Regions from separate parts of the Sus scrofa genome. Here regions 1 and 2 are each linked to region 3. A link is a contact called in public Hi-C data. All regions are on one chromosome and are shown on one strand. The core of a region is the stretch at or near the end of the contact, and the rest is flanking DNA. Distances in the headings are between cores, read along the strand shown.

What was found. Hi-C and Micro-C count contacts between places; a contact is called where the count stands out from the background.
Region 1: a Hi-C map of embryonic fibroblasts shows a contact between it and region 3, with 4 times the contacts expected there. The contact joins two enhancer-like sites. A contact is called at or near these places in 4 of 47 Hi-C or Micro-C datasets (adipocytes, embryonic fibroblasts and fibroblasts).
Region 2: a Hi-C map of embryonic fibroblasts shows a contact between it and region 3, with 2.3 times the contacts expected there. The contact joins the promoter of CBLB here to the enhancer-like site in region 3. A contact is called at or near these places in 3 of 47 Hi-C or Micro-C datasets (embryonic fibroblasts, fetal skeletal muscle and fibroblasts) and 2 of 2 datasets of contacts at active chromatin or transcription factors (alveolar macrophages and skeletal muscle).

Annotation. Positions count from the first base shown.
Region 1 is chr13:153,043,015-153,047,217 of Sscrofa11.1, forward strand. No RefSeq gene overlaps it. Among named protein-coding and RNA genes, the nearest start is that of CBLB, 440 kb to the right of the region's middle. Within about 2 kb of position 1,482, at least 12 of the 83 cell types and tissues checked have an H3K27ac peak or open chromatin away from gene starts, as enhancers often do. A contact at or near this core is called in embryonic fibroblasts, where this site is marked.
Region 2 is chr13:153,477,681-153,481,996 of Sscrofa11.1, forward strand. CBLB (E3 ubiquitin-protein ligase CBL-B) reads left to right here and starts at 2,845. Exons shown (of 19, transcript XM_021070494.1): 1 at 2,845-2,934.
Region 3 is chr13:153,239,789-153,243,873 of Sscrofa11.1, forward strand. No RefSeq gene overlaps it. Among named protein-coding and RNA genes, the nearest start is that of CBLB, 240 kb to the right of the region's middle. Within about 2 kb of position 1,568, at least 19 of the 83 cell types and tissues checked have an H3K27ac peak or open chromatin away from gene starts, as enhancers often do. A contact at or near this core is called in embryonic fibroblasts, fetal skeletal muscle and skeletal muscle, where this site is marked.

The DNA.
Region 1 (4,203 bases), core at 232-2,731, 200 kb before region 3:
CATTTAAGACATGACAGTGTATTCTGGAATTAAAGGTGACAGGAAAGCAGAGATTGAGGACAACTGTGCTCTTTTACAAGGCTCTCTCCTGTTCTTTTCTTATTTTCCTAATGTTGACTTCTTTGAAAGAATTAAAATAATTGGAAAGGTTATTTATTTACACCTGCTTTAAAATGCTACACAGGCATGCGTATGTGCATGAGCACACACACACACACACACTCCCCATTCAGCATTATTCCAGAATTATATGCATCTTCTTCTCTGGTCTAATTTCCTTTGAAGAACAGCAAAAGAAGTAAATGGCTTTTTTTTTTTTTTCACTTAAGCCATAAATCAGAGTCCTCTCAACTATGCTGGTATCTGAGGTTGTAGGGCTCCCTTTAGAATGACAGTGTCCAATTATAAGCAAACACTGGCTGTTATCCCCAAGGAAAAGAGAATTCAAAGGATCTGTGAGATAGCACATAGCAAAATAACCTGATGGTTTGATAACTTTTTGACATCTCAATGTTTATTTAGTGCTAATAGTGATAGGCTATATCCATGTCTAAGTGGAATTCATAATTTAAAAGGGCAAGTTTAAAACACCATGTGCTAAGCCTGGATAAAAGGAGTATGACTAGCCGGATGCTTTTAAAAAAATTATATGATTATCTGGAAAGCCCTGTTATCAAGATTTTTGTTGTTATTTATGGAAGAATATTACTTTTTATCCCACTTCTTAGGATCTCATATTTTTTTAATTCCTTAAAACTCTTCACTTAATATTTACATCTTCCTTATTAAAATTCCAAAATTCAAGCGCTCCCAAGTCTTAGAGTTTAAGTGTTTCATGGTAAATTCTTCCCTAACTTGAATCAAATAGCAGTGAAATTTCACCTGAGCTTACATGAAGCTATTCATGTTCTTTATCCACTTGATAGGAATATTGATACACTGAATTCCATTGTCTTTGATTATAGAACACTGACCCAGGTTTAGAAGGGGCATAATGTAATGTATAGTAAATGCCCTTCGTTACGTTTGTGAAATTGGAAAAGTGCTATATTCTGAAATATTTATCTCCAAGGAACTCAGTTAAGTGACAGTGAAACTATATTATATTCTACCACCTGATCCTGGTTTTTCTTATAATTAAGTTTACATGTTTAGGATTAGAAGTTTTGAGATAGAAACTTAATTCTTTTTTTTTTTTTCCTGTAAGAAAGATCACTTCTGCCTTTTCTATTCTTTCCAGATCCAGTTCCTATCTAAAGAAGCCTCAGACTAGCCTTTAAAAGTATTACATGAAAGAGATTTTTAAGGATGAAATGTAAAAATTCTGAAAGAGATATGTAGACCTGAATCTGCGATTCTTCATAAAGCCAAGAGCTGCCTGTTTCGTAAAAACAGGACTAGTCATGTTTCACCCACTGACTAAATAAACTACAAGGAAGAATGCAGCCTGTCAGAGGTTATGGGTAGAAATAGTCACATATCAGGAATTTAAACTCTAGCCTGGGTCATTCCTAAGTAGATGAAGTTCACATCACACTATCCATGGTATGGAATGCTAACCTCAGAAGTCAGAATGAATCATTTCCATTGGTTCTTTATTGCTGTATAGCAAATTACCACAAACCTAGAGGTTTAAAACAATGTCTGCTTTTAAACTCACAGTGCTCTAGGCCAAAGACCGAGCCGACTCAGCTGGTTGCTCTGCTTGGGGTCATGCAAGGACAAAATCAAGGTGTCAGCTGGGCTGAGCTGTTATCTGGACATCCCAGGAAAGAATTTGCTTCCCAGTTCATTCAGGTTGTTGGAAGAATAAGTTCTTTGTAGGTATAGATTGGAGGTACTTGCTCCTTTTCTGCCTTTAATTATATCTGAAAAATTTCTTTGCCAGTGTTTCTGCCAGTGTTCAATCAGAGAAACAGAAAAGGAGACCTGCCTCAAGGGATTTATTGCAAGAATTGGCATAGGTGAGTGTGAGGATTGGCTCGGAAAGTCTGAAATCTGTAGGACAGCTTGGCAGGGAGAGCAGGCTGGAATGGTAGTCCACATACAGGATTTCTTCTGAGAAGTCTCAGTTCTGCTCTTAAGACCTTTCAACTGATTAAATCAGGCGCACTCAGACTAGCTGGGCTAATCTTACTTACTTAAAGTCAGCTCATTATGACTTTAATCAAATCTACAAATACCTTCAGAGAAACTCCTAGATTACTCTTTGATTGACTAACTAGAGACTATAACTAAGCCAAATTGGCGTATAAGTTAACCATTACAGCCCTGTAATATAACATAATCATAAGGTAACATCGGGAGATATGGGTCATGGGGCCCATCTAGAGTTCTGGCTACTATACAACTGAAGCTCCTTAGACACAAAAGAAATAAACCACTCTACAGAGAACCTCCCATGTCAGAGCAAGAACTTTAGATTCTCCGAAGAATCCTAATAAAAATGAACTCATGTTAAATAATTGTATATCAGATGAGGAAACTATCACCTTAAGGAAGAATTGGTGACATAGCAAGGAGAGGACTAACACCAAGAAATGGAAGCAACATTACAATCTAAAATAAAATATGAATACTCAATTGGTAAATGATTAAAACTTTTTTTCAAAGAATAGAAATCACAATGAAAGTACTAAACTGCCATAGATGAGCAGGAAAGTTTAGGGTAGGAAGAAATTCAACAATAAGAAATAAAATAGGAGTTCCCGTCATGGCACAGTGGAAATGAATTAAACTAGGTTTCGTTGTGGGTTTATCCCTGGCCTTGCTCAGTGGGTTCAGGATCTGGCGTTGCCATGAGCTGTGGTGTAGATCACAGACACGGATCAGATCTCGAGTTGCTGTGGCTGTGGTGTAGGACAGAATCTGTATCTCTAATTGGACCCCTAGCTTGGGAACCTCCATATGTCATGGGTGTGGCCCTAAAAATAAAAAAAAAAAGAAAAGAAATAACCCCTCAATTTAGAAGCAATAACAAAGTAAATAAGTACATTTTAAAGATTATAAGATGACAAGTTCCACTGAGAAAATATACCAGGAGAAGATGACCTTGAAAAAAATCATAGAATAGTTCCTTTCATGGCCCAGTGGTTAATGAACCCAACTAGAATCCATGAGGTTGCAAGTTTGATCCCTGACCTCGCTCAGTGCTTTAAGGAGCCAGCATTGCCATAAGCTGTAGTGTAGGTCGCAGACACAGCTCCGATCTGGCATTGCTGTAGCTGTGGTGTAGGCTGGCAGCTCTAGCTCTGATCTGACCCCTAACCTGGTACTTCCATATGCCAAGGGTGTGGCCCTAAAAAGAAAGAAAGAAAGAAAAGAAAAAAAGAAAAAAATCATAGAAAATGTAACCCAAAGAGATAAAGTTATGGGTCACACCAAAAGCAATTCTGAATCATAGAGGACAGACTCAGTATTTAATACAGTTCCATAAGAGAAAATGAGAGAGGCAATATTCAGTACAAAAAAAGGACCACATTTTCTTGAGTTTAAGAAATGTAGAACATCAGTAATATAGAAATATTAAAAATATCTCAAAAAAATTCCTAAGATACTTAAAAAATAATAATTAGGCTAAAAGTAAACATTTTTCCAGAGAACAGTGAAATGAAATAATATCCTGTTGCTGAGGTAAAGTGATTATCAATTTAGAACTCTACTCATTGCTATGGACTCAAGAGAGAGACTGAATAACACTTTCAAAGACTGAGAGTTTATTACCTTCAGAATGTACTTTACTAACATGGAAACTAACCCCAAAACAAAGAGTAGGATTTGAGAAGAAATGAACAAGAATAAATTAAAGTCATTTGTACAGTTAAGAAGTCATTAACAGATATTACTATTATTATTACTTCCATTACTACTAATAATAACCAACTGGGAAGAAGCCATGGCTCATAACAAGTTGAAAGTAAGATATTGAAAATAATCAGAAAGATGGGAAGATGGAATAAATACTGTTTCAAATAAATTATATCAACAAAAATACATTTTGCAATGTTAAATGAAAAGAAATTGAAGTAATGTGAAGCCATGTTGAAAAAAGAAAGCAAGATGCAGAATATGCATGATGTTATCCCATATAGTTTTATTTTAAAAATACACAAAACTGCACAGAACACTGCTTGGGATTTATACAAACATGGTACAGTATTTTTAAATGGTGGATGGGAAGGAAGCATGCCAAGTTCAGGGTAC
Region 2 (4,316 bases), core at 1,595-4,094, 240 kb after region 3:
AGGACGAAACAGAGGAAAAAAGAGAAGATTGGGTCCTTGAAAAAAATTGAGGAGCCACCATTCTTCTCTGTAATTTCTACTTTCAGACTTTTTCTACACCTGAGGGAATTAAGATTCTATCTTAAGTCATTGTTATTTGTTGTTGTTGTTTTTTTGTTAAGCAAGGATTCCAAGAGGGCCAAACCAGTACTCAGACTCTGGTTACATCTGATAAACCCATAGATCAGCATCCCTCACTGCCAGCAATTGGTATGTGTTGTTAAATAAAGATGGAAATCTATTACTTTAACAAGGGATGACTTGTTAAACCCAAATATGACTAGGTAATAACCCTCTTATTTATTTCTAATGCGTAAATTTGTATCCACATGCTCCCTGGGAGATAACTGTTTTGCGTTGTGTCATTCTGATTTTGAGTTAGAGGGGCACTGTAAATTTATCTTGTAGGAAAAATAGCATCTTGTTTGAAATTGTGAATAAAGCGGACTCTCCATTGCACTGAAACAGGGACAACCTTATACTTCCTCTTCAATACCTAGTCAATCCATTCATTCACCAAATATTTTTGAATAGCTATTATAAATCAAATAAGTTATGGAAAGTCTTTGTTATTTAATCAACCTATCACTTGTGTCACCTGGGAATTTGGTGAAAGTAGAAAAAAGAAAAGAGGAAAAATTGAACTGAATGGAAAAGAAATCTAAATATTTTCCCAAATATTTGTCTTCTTTTTAAAAAATTTTTTTTCCCTGGAGTTCCCATAGTTGTTCAGTGGTAACAAACCCAACTAGCATCCGTGAGGATACAGGTTTGATCCCTGGCCTCTCTCAGTGGGTTAATGATCCAGTGTTGCCATGAGCTGTGGTGTAGGTGGCAGACACTGCTCTGATCTGGTGTTCAGGCAAATTCTGATTCCTATTTTGGGTTCCGATGGTTATCTCCCAGGGAGCATGTGGATACAAACCTACTACACCAGAACTCAACTTGGACTCAAGATGGCTTTGATACAAAGCTAGTAGAGAATGAAGATATGGTTTCTTGACATTATATATATATATATATATTTATATATATATAATGTGTGTATATACATATATATCTTATATCATAAAACTTATAATTTGTATCAATATATGCTTGATATCACAGCCAGTGTCATTTTCTCATCAAGTCATCTCAGTTGCAAAACTAACATCAAAGGAATGTCACATGCTATAACATGTATTTTGCTTATTCTACTTTTATCTGGATATGAATATGAGTAATGCACTTAGTTATAATGTTCCTTTAAAGCACTCTTTTCCTACGTGCTGAAAAACCTCCTACACATTTATTCTTTTTGGATTTATTTAAAAGGTGACCAGGAGTTCCCGTCATGGCTCAGCAGAAATGAATCTGACTAGTATTTATGAGGACACAGATTTGCAGGCTTTGCTCAGTGGGTTAAGCATCCGGCATTGCATTGGTGTAGGTTGCAGACATGGCTCTGAACCAGCGTTGCTGTGGCTGTGCAGTAGGCCAGTGGCTACTGCTCCAATTTAACCCCTAGCCTGGCAACCTCCATATGCCAAGGGTGCGGCCCTACACAAACAAAAGAATAACAAGAACAACAACAAACAAAAGGTGACCAAATAAATATTTCCTTTTGCCAGTCTCCCTTTAGTAAATTTAGCTACTGTTACATAAGTAAAGAAGATATGCATGGTTGGACAAGATATGGAAAGACCAGTATTTTGTAGATAAACACAACGTGAAAACAAGGAACTACTCTTTAATTACTGGCATAGAAATAATGGCAAAAAAGAAAATTACTTCCAGAACCACATTTTATCATCTGACTAGTTGCAAAGAGCACATTTTGTCTGTTTTCATCAAGTGAAAATCATAACCATCTGAATTTAGGGCTGTAAAGAATGTTTTTAACAACTCAGGATCCTTGACAGTAACTATCCCATTACTAAAATGGTTATTTAGCTAGACAGTGGTTAGAACCCTTGAGAAACATTTTATCAGGTTAACTGGTTAGAGGAAGAATAAAAATATGTATATATTAAAAGACATAAATTATCACATCTGAGAAGCCAAAGGTGTAAAGTGTATTCAACACTACCAACTGTAGTGTAAAGAAAATTCCAAAGCATGACAATTCAAAGCAATTGTTAGTAGTACTTGTGGTAGAACTGAAGTGAAATAGAAATATAAGGCATTCGTTTAATTTATGATCTTGTTGAAAAACGGTCCCAACACAGTAGATTTTTCCTCCTAGGACAAGCCAGATGTGGGACTTCTAAAGACATTGGTATGGAGCCACAGAGAGATTTCAAATGCTGGGAGAGAATGGCAAACACAGAGTAAAGGTGACTCAGACAAAATACAAAAGCTATTTCCTCTTCAGTCATTTATACAGCAACTCGTACTAAATAAAAATGTGCAATATATATGTTAGAAATTCTTATGGTCTGGTGCTTTTACTGCCCTGGCATGATTAGTTGAGACAATTTAGCCAACGTTGTCAACTATTTACTTTTTCATCATCCTGATATTTGATCAGCAATTCCTCCAGAACTAACAGTAAAAGGGAAACAGCCAGAAGTTTTGGTCGGTAATCAGGTGTTAACCCTAGTCTATTTTATGAAAGGTTTATACCTCATCTTAGAAAGCTGACTGTTTCTCTTTTTTGATAGCCAACAAGAAGCAATGCCTTAGGCCTATTTGGTTGCTGTCCTGGGTAGAAGAGTTTGGCAGCCCTAGGGAGATGAATTCTTCAGCCTTGGACACGCCCAGAGTAAAGAAGCAACACCCTCTCAGCCACTACTCTGTTGCTATGAAACAAAAGACTAGGAAGGTGAGCGAAGCAGGAAGTCCCGCCTTTTAGCTGGAGTCGGCTTTGGCTCGGGTTCCCAAGGCTCACGCCCACCCGCCCACTCGTTATTGGTCAGTTCCCTAGTGCCTTGATTCCTTTCTTCCATTTCCTTTCCCTTTTCTACTTTCGCTCTCGGGTGAGTCCGATCCCCCCATTTCCCACTGAATCCCTTTCTGTTTGGGAAGTGCGGCGAACGGGGCCATTCCTCTGGGGCCATTGTGTACTGTGGAAGACGTGGACCGGGTGGTAGTGCGAGGAGGACGGGTGCCTCCCGCCCATTGGCGCCGCCCGCTGTCCGGCAGGGCACGAATGCGCGTGATTGGCCCAACCCCGCGAGGCCCCACCCTGGCCCCGCCCCACCCCTGGCTCTTGCTGTGTGTATCCTACAGGGGTGGGGTGTCCAGCGAGTGGTCTCCTCCTCCAGCCAGGGCTGCTGCGGCGTCCCGCGGCCTCCCCGAGTCGGGCGGGAGGGGAGAGCGGGCGTGGATTGGTCTTGACGGTAATTGTTGCGTTTCTCCGTCTCGGTGGCTTTTGCTCTGAGTCGCTCCTTCCTCCGGAGTGGGCTTTTACGGCGATTACACACTCCTTGCCTGGGCTACCCAGGCGCCCTGTTCTCAGGGCGTGTAGAATCGGACCCGCGCACACGCGTGTCTCTGGGCAGCTACAGCGCCGAGACGCCAGGAGGGAAAGGGGCGCTAGGGAGGCTCGACGCTGCTTTCCGCCCGGGGACCCGGGGGCAGCCAGGCGCGGGCCACGGAGGAAGAAGGGACAGCCCCGGCTTCCAGCTGCTGTCGCCGCCGCCGTCACAGTTTGAAGAGGGGTATTTAAAGCCTGGACCCGAGCAGGGGCAGGGGAGGAGGAAGAGCGAGTTAAGGGAGGCGGGCGGCTGGAATTGCAGACAGCCCCCGGGGCGCGTCTACCTGGGAGCCAAACGCGGAGCGTCGGAGACGCCACTGGGCTGCGGGCGCTGGAGAGGCGAGGGGATACTTTGTCCTTTCTCTGTCCACCTTCCTCCCCCAGCTGTGGTCCGAGAGTGGCAGGGGAGGGGCCTGAGCAGCAAGGAGGCACAGATGTCCCGAAACAAAGCTTTGGACCCCCTACCCCCACCCTACTTGGATGAGACGAGAGGCAAGGAGCGAAAGAAGTGAACTCTCTCCTTTCTGTGCCCGCTCTTGTCAGTTTCTCTCGCTTTTAAAATGGGTTGTTTGTTGGATTATTTGGCTCTTAACTTTGGGGCAGCTCCTCAACCGCGTTGGTTTAAAGAACTGTGTGTTCGTGTGTCCATGTTCATGCGTCTGTACTGGTGGTTTTAGCGGGGAAAATCCAAGTCCTAAGCCTTTGTTGACAACAGACGTGCCCCTTAGGCTCCTGTAGAATAATCTTTATGTTTATATAATTTGGTGAGATCTAACAGAGTGAAAGTGCGGTTTTGGAGTGAGGCTCCCCAAATCTT
Region 3 (4,085 bases), core at 318-2,817:
ACTCTTGGCAGATGAAGTAAAGGATTTATTCTGAATTCCAAGAATTAATTTTTAAAAAATATTTCTTAACTATTTCCTTCAATTTGCTGTATAATTATCAAATGGTTAACCTATACTACCAAAATGGAGAGTTCAAATACCTCCTACTGCAAATCTGTACTCTAAAGAAAAGACTGGGAAAACAAAATAAAACACCATAAATAAACAAAATGCTACACTAAAGCCATAAAATACACACTACATTGGTTATTCTTTTCCTTCAAGCTTTGGAGGGCTTGTGAAGATTGTACCTGACCTTTGGAATGAGAAATATGATACCCCAAAAGTTTTATCACATGTTTAAGGGTCAATGGAAAAAAACAAAACTTAACTTTGATATTTTGTTTGTGAATGAATGGAACAATCTTTACTGGTTTTCCTCATAGAAAACTATAATTTAACATTTAAAAAAACAAACATTATTTCTACTTTATTTATGAAGATTCCTAAATAAATGTTTACATTAAAATGTTTACATACAAGCACACAAAGCAGGCTTTGTAATCTTCTGAAACCTTGGGCAGATGAAACTAATATTTTATACAAATACCAATTGCCTTCATTGTTCTTTTCTTTATAGTCTTTTTTTCCCATTTATAATTTTAAGCAAACACTGAGACATCTGGAGCACTTGTGTTTTTATTAGAGTTCTGACAATATACCAGAGAAAGCCTGAAAATTCAAAAAATGTCTCTAGAAAATATATAAAGTATGTAACTGGTTTAAGGACAGATTCTTTCGGCATGCTAAAAAGCTTATTTTTTGCATGGAAAAAGTAACTATAAACTCATTTGAGTTCACAAATATTCTCAGAGAAAATATTTTTAAACTAGTGTGTGTGCGTGCATGTGTGTGTGTGTGTCAAGAATTTATACTTATGATACCCAGTGCTGCCAAGTAAGCTTTTGTTCTTGTGTTTAGCTTTTGCAAATTCCCTTGGTAGTACTCTTGTTCCCTAGACAACTAGATAATGAAAAATATATATTGAGGTTCATATGACACAGAAGGGGCTAGCCTGGGAAATGAACTTTTTCTCACTTGTTCAGCAGTTATTCCTCTGGGATGGAAGCATCTGGCCTAACTGATTAAAGCTGCTTCGCCTGCCTGAAGGCAGTTTATAATCCAATTTCTAATCTAAATCCAGGAATTTCTCCGAGTGAAGAATCAGTGTGCCTCTGCTTGAGAAGAGAGTGCTGAGTTTTATAAAATCCCACTGTTTGTCCTAGGAGTCTCAATAAGGGCCCTACGTGCTCCAGGCACTATGATCTAGGATGGAACTGGTGCTGTGTGTGCATCGAGGCCCAGCCATTGACCGAGTGTGCTGAACCAGCAATTTAATAAATTGCCATCAAGCCACGTGAATGTGTTCCTTAAAAGTCTCACATACACCAAGGCAGCAGCTGCTCTTACATACACTAAGTACATAAAAAGTTATGCTCTCCAGCTTGGTATCAGATGCTGGGCTGAGAGTGGGTAAACCAGTCTTGAGCAAACTACTGGAATGTCTTTGTGAGACTGGCAGCTCTCCACGGGATAAAAAGTGCCTCCATGAGGGTCAGTCTGGCTGAAGCAGGCACATCCCAGGAATTCCTGGCAGTATCTGATGAGAATGAAAAAGGGGAAAAAAAAAAACTTTCCTACGAGCTATGAGTAATTTTCTTAACATTTTAAGCTGACGAATATTTAAAGAACAAAAAATTCTACCCTGGTGCAGACCAATAAATGAGAAGGACAAGGGCTCGGCATTTCCTGGAAATCCTGTCAATTAAAAAAAAAAAAAAAACCCTAAAAAACAGAACCAAAACAGTTATCAATCTCTCACTTGTATGAAAAGTGCCATCAGAATTTAATAGAAGATTTTAAGTGAGAAGTTTTAGTTCAAATGTTTGTTAAAAAGTACCTTTACAGAGAGAAATTGCCCTGTTATATCTGAATGCTAAATGTGACCTTTAAAATTTTTTTTTAATACAAAATTCTGCCTGAGTCATCAAAGTCTAGGAAGCAAATGAAAGAATTCCTCTTTCTTGCATTTTTTAATGGTTTTTTGTTGTTGTTTTCTGATTCCTGTGTAACCTGTGTTTTGGTTAAGATCTCAGAATTGGCTTCAATTCTCTGTTAAAAGAGAACAGGGATATCTCTGATTTGGTGGGGGGGAAACTTCCCACTTAGAGAAAAATGATAAAGTTCTGGGCGATTCTTTGTCTCATGTGTCCTTACTATGTCAGTTCTAATCCATTTCACTGTATGGACTCATCAAATTCTCAACTTAAAAAAAAAAAAAAATCTGAAAAGTGTTGATATTAAGAAAAAAGAAAAATTAGAGTCAAAATTCCTTCTATCATCTTAGCCAAGATCCTTATTCCTTGTAAAAAGCAGAGTTTCCTATCGGACTTAAATTTTTCTTATTCTCATTATGGAGGGGACACAAAATATTCCTTTTTGGGGGTTTTCTACATGCTTTCATGAAAATATTTACTGCACATTAGGGCAACACAGGCTGTGGCATCAATGAATTGTAGTAGATGATGTGTGTTAGATAAAAGGCAAATTAATAGACTCCCTTTTCTGCTAGGTAACTTTGACGTTGAAGGAAATTAAGGCTGAAAACAGATAATGGTGAACTACCAGGTGAAAACGTAAACAGGTTAGAAAAGAAGTCCAGTTGTGGAAATAATGTTGCAGTTCAGTAAGTAGAGTGAAATAGTTTCCCATAACCTCTTCACCATCTTAATCAACAATAATTCTTCATGTGAATAAATGTGTGCATGTTTTAAATTCATATTTTCTAAAGTTATTATCACAGTATGTGTGTATATAGGTGTGTGTATTAGTAGTATTAATTTTCATTTTATGCCATCAAATGAAACATGCCACAATCTACTTAACCAGTTCCCTATTTTTGGACATTTGGATTGTTTTCAGATTTTAATTTTATAAAATTCTACTGTGAACTTCATGCTTAGAAGGATGCTTATAAGTAGGATTATTGAGCTTGTGAGTGTGATTACACACATGCTTCTTACTACCTATTGCCAAAGCACTTTCCAAGGGTTGTGCTGCTCTGTTGCTGGTGATATAAGACTACAAATTCTTACACAAAGCCTTTTTTTGACCTTGCTGGCAATCAAATAAATAATTCAATGAATGTGACCCATTACATTAGTTATTTACACTCAGAAATAAGTTAAAGACTTTGTGTTTTGAAACTCTCAGCCTGTCATTTTTTCTGGCATCGTGAGATATTTTTATTCATTAATTTATACATTAATCCAATTTAAAAAGTCATTTTTTGAGACCTTCTGCAAAAAGCTGTGATGCTAGATATGCTCTAGTAAAAATAGAGCATTGAATATATAGTAGAGGCATAGAGAGATTTAGATTTTGGGATACAGGGGATCAAATTCTTAGTGCAGTCTAAGAATTTGTCTCCAGTGAGTGAGATGAATGAAACAAATTATTACACTATTAATCATTTTAATATAATTGTTATGTAAGCAATGATGTACTAAGATATGCTGAAAAAATAAAACAAGTTACACTTAACATGGTGTGGGTGCACAGTTTAGTTTCCCTGAGAGAATTATCTTTAACGCTGAAGAATGAGGAGAAATTCATCATGTTGAGGGCAAATAGGTGGAAGCAGCAGGTTAAACATGAATTGTTGCTATAATAGAACCTGGAGATTCAAACAATCAAAATTGATCCCCTAGGGTGAAGCACTAGTGAGAAAGTGGGAGATTTTCAGGATATAAGGCCTGCAAGGAGAGCTAGGAAGAGGTCAACTCAGGGCTTCAGAACCACAATAAGGACTATTTGTTTGATGTTAACTCCTACAGAATTATCAACTATGAGCTGGAGGAAGGTATAAAAGAGTTTTAAGTGGCAGAGCAATGAGATTAGATTTGCCTTTGTAAAAAAGTTTTACTTTTTTTCATTTTTAAAAATTGTATTCAAGTATAGTTGATTTACAATATTGTGATAATTTCTGGTGTACAACAAATTTATTCAGTTATACATGTACAAAAAGTTTTCTAATAACTATGGAG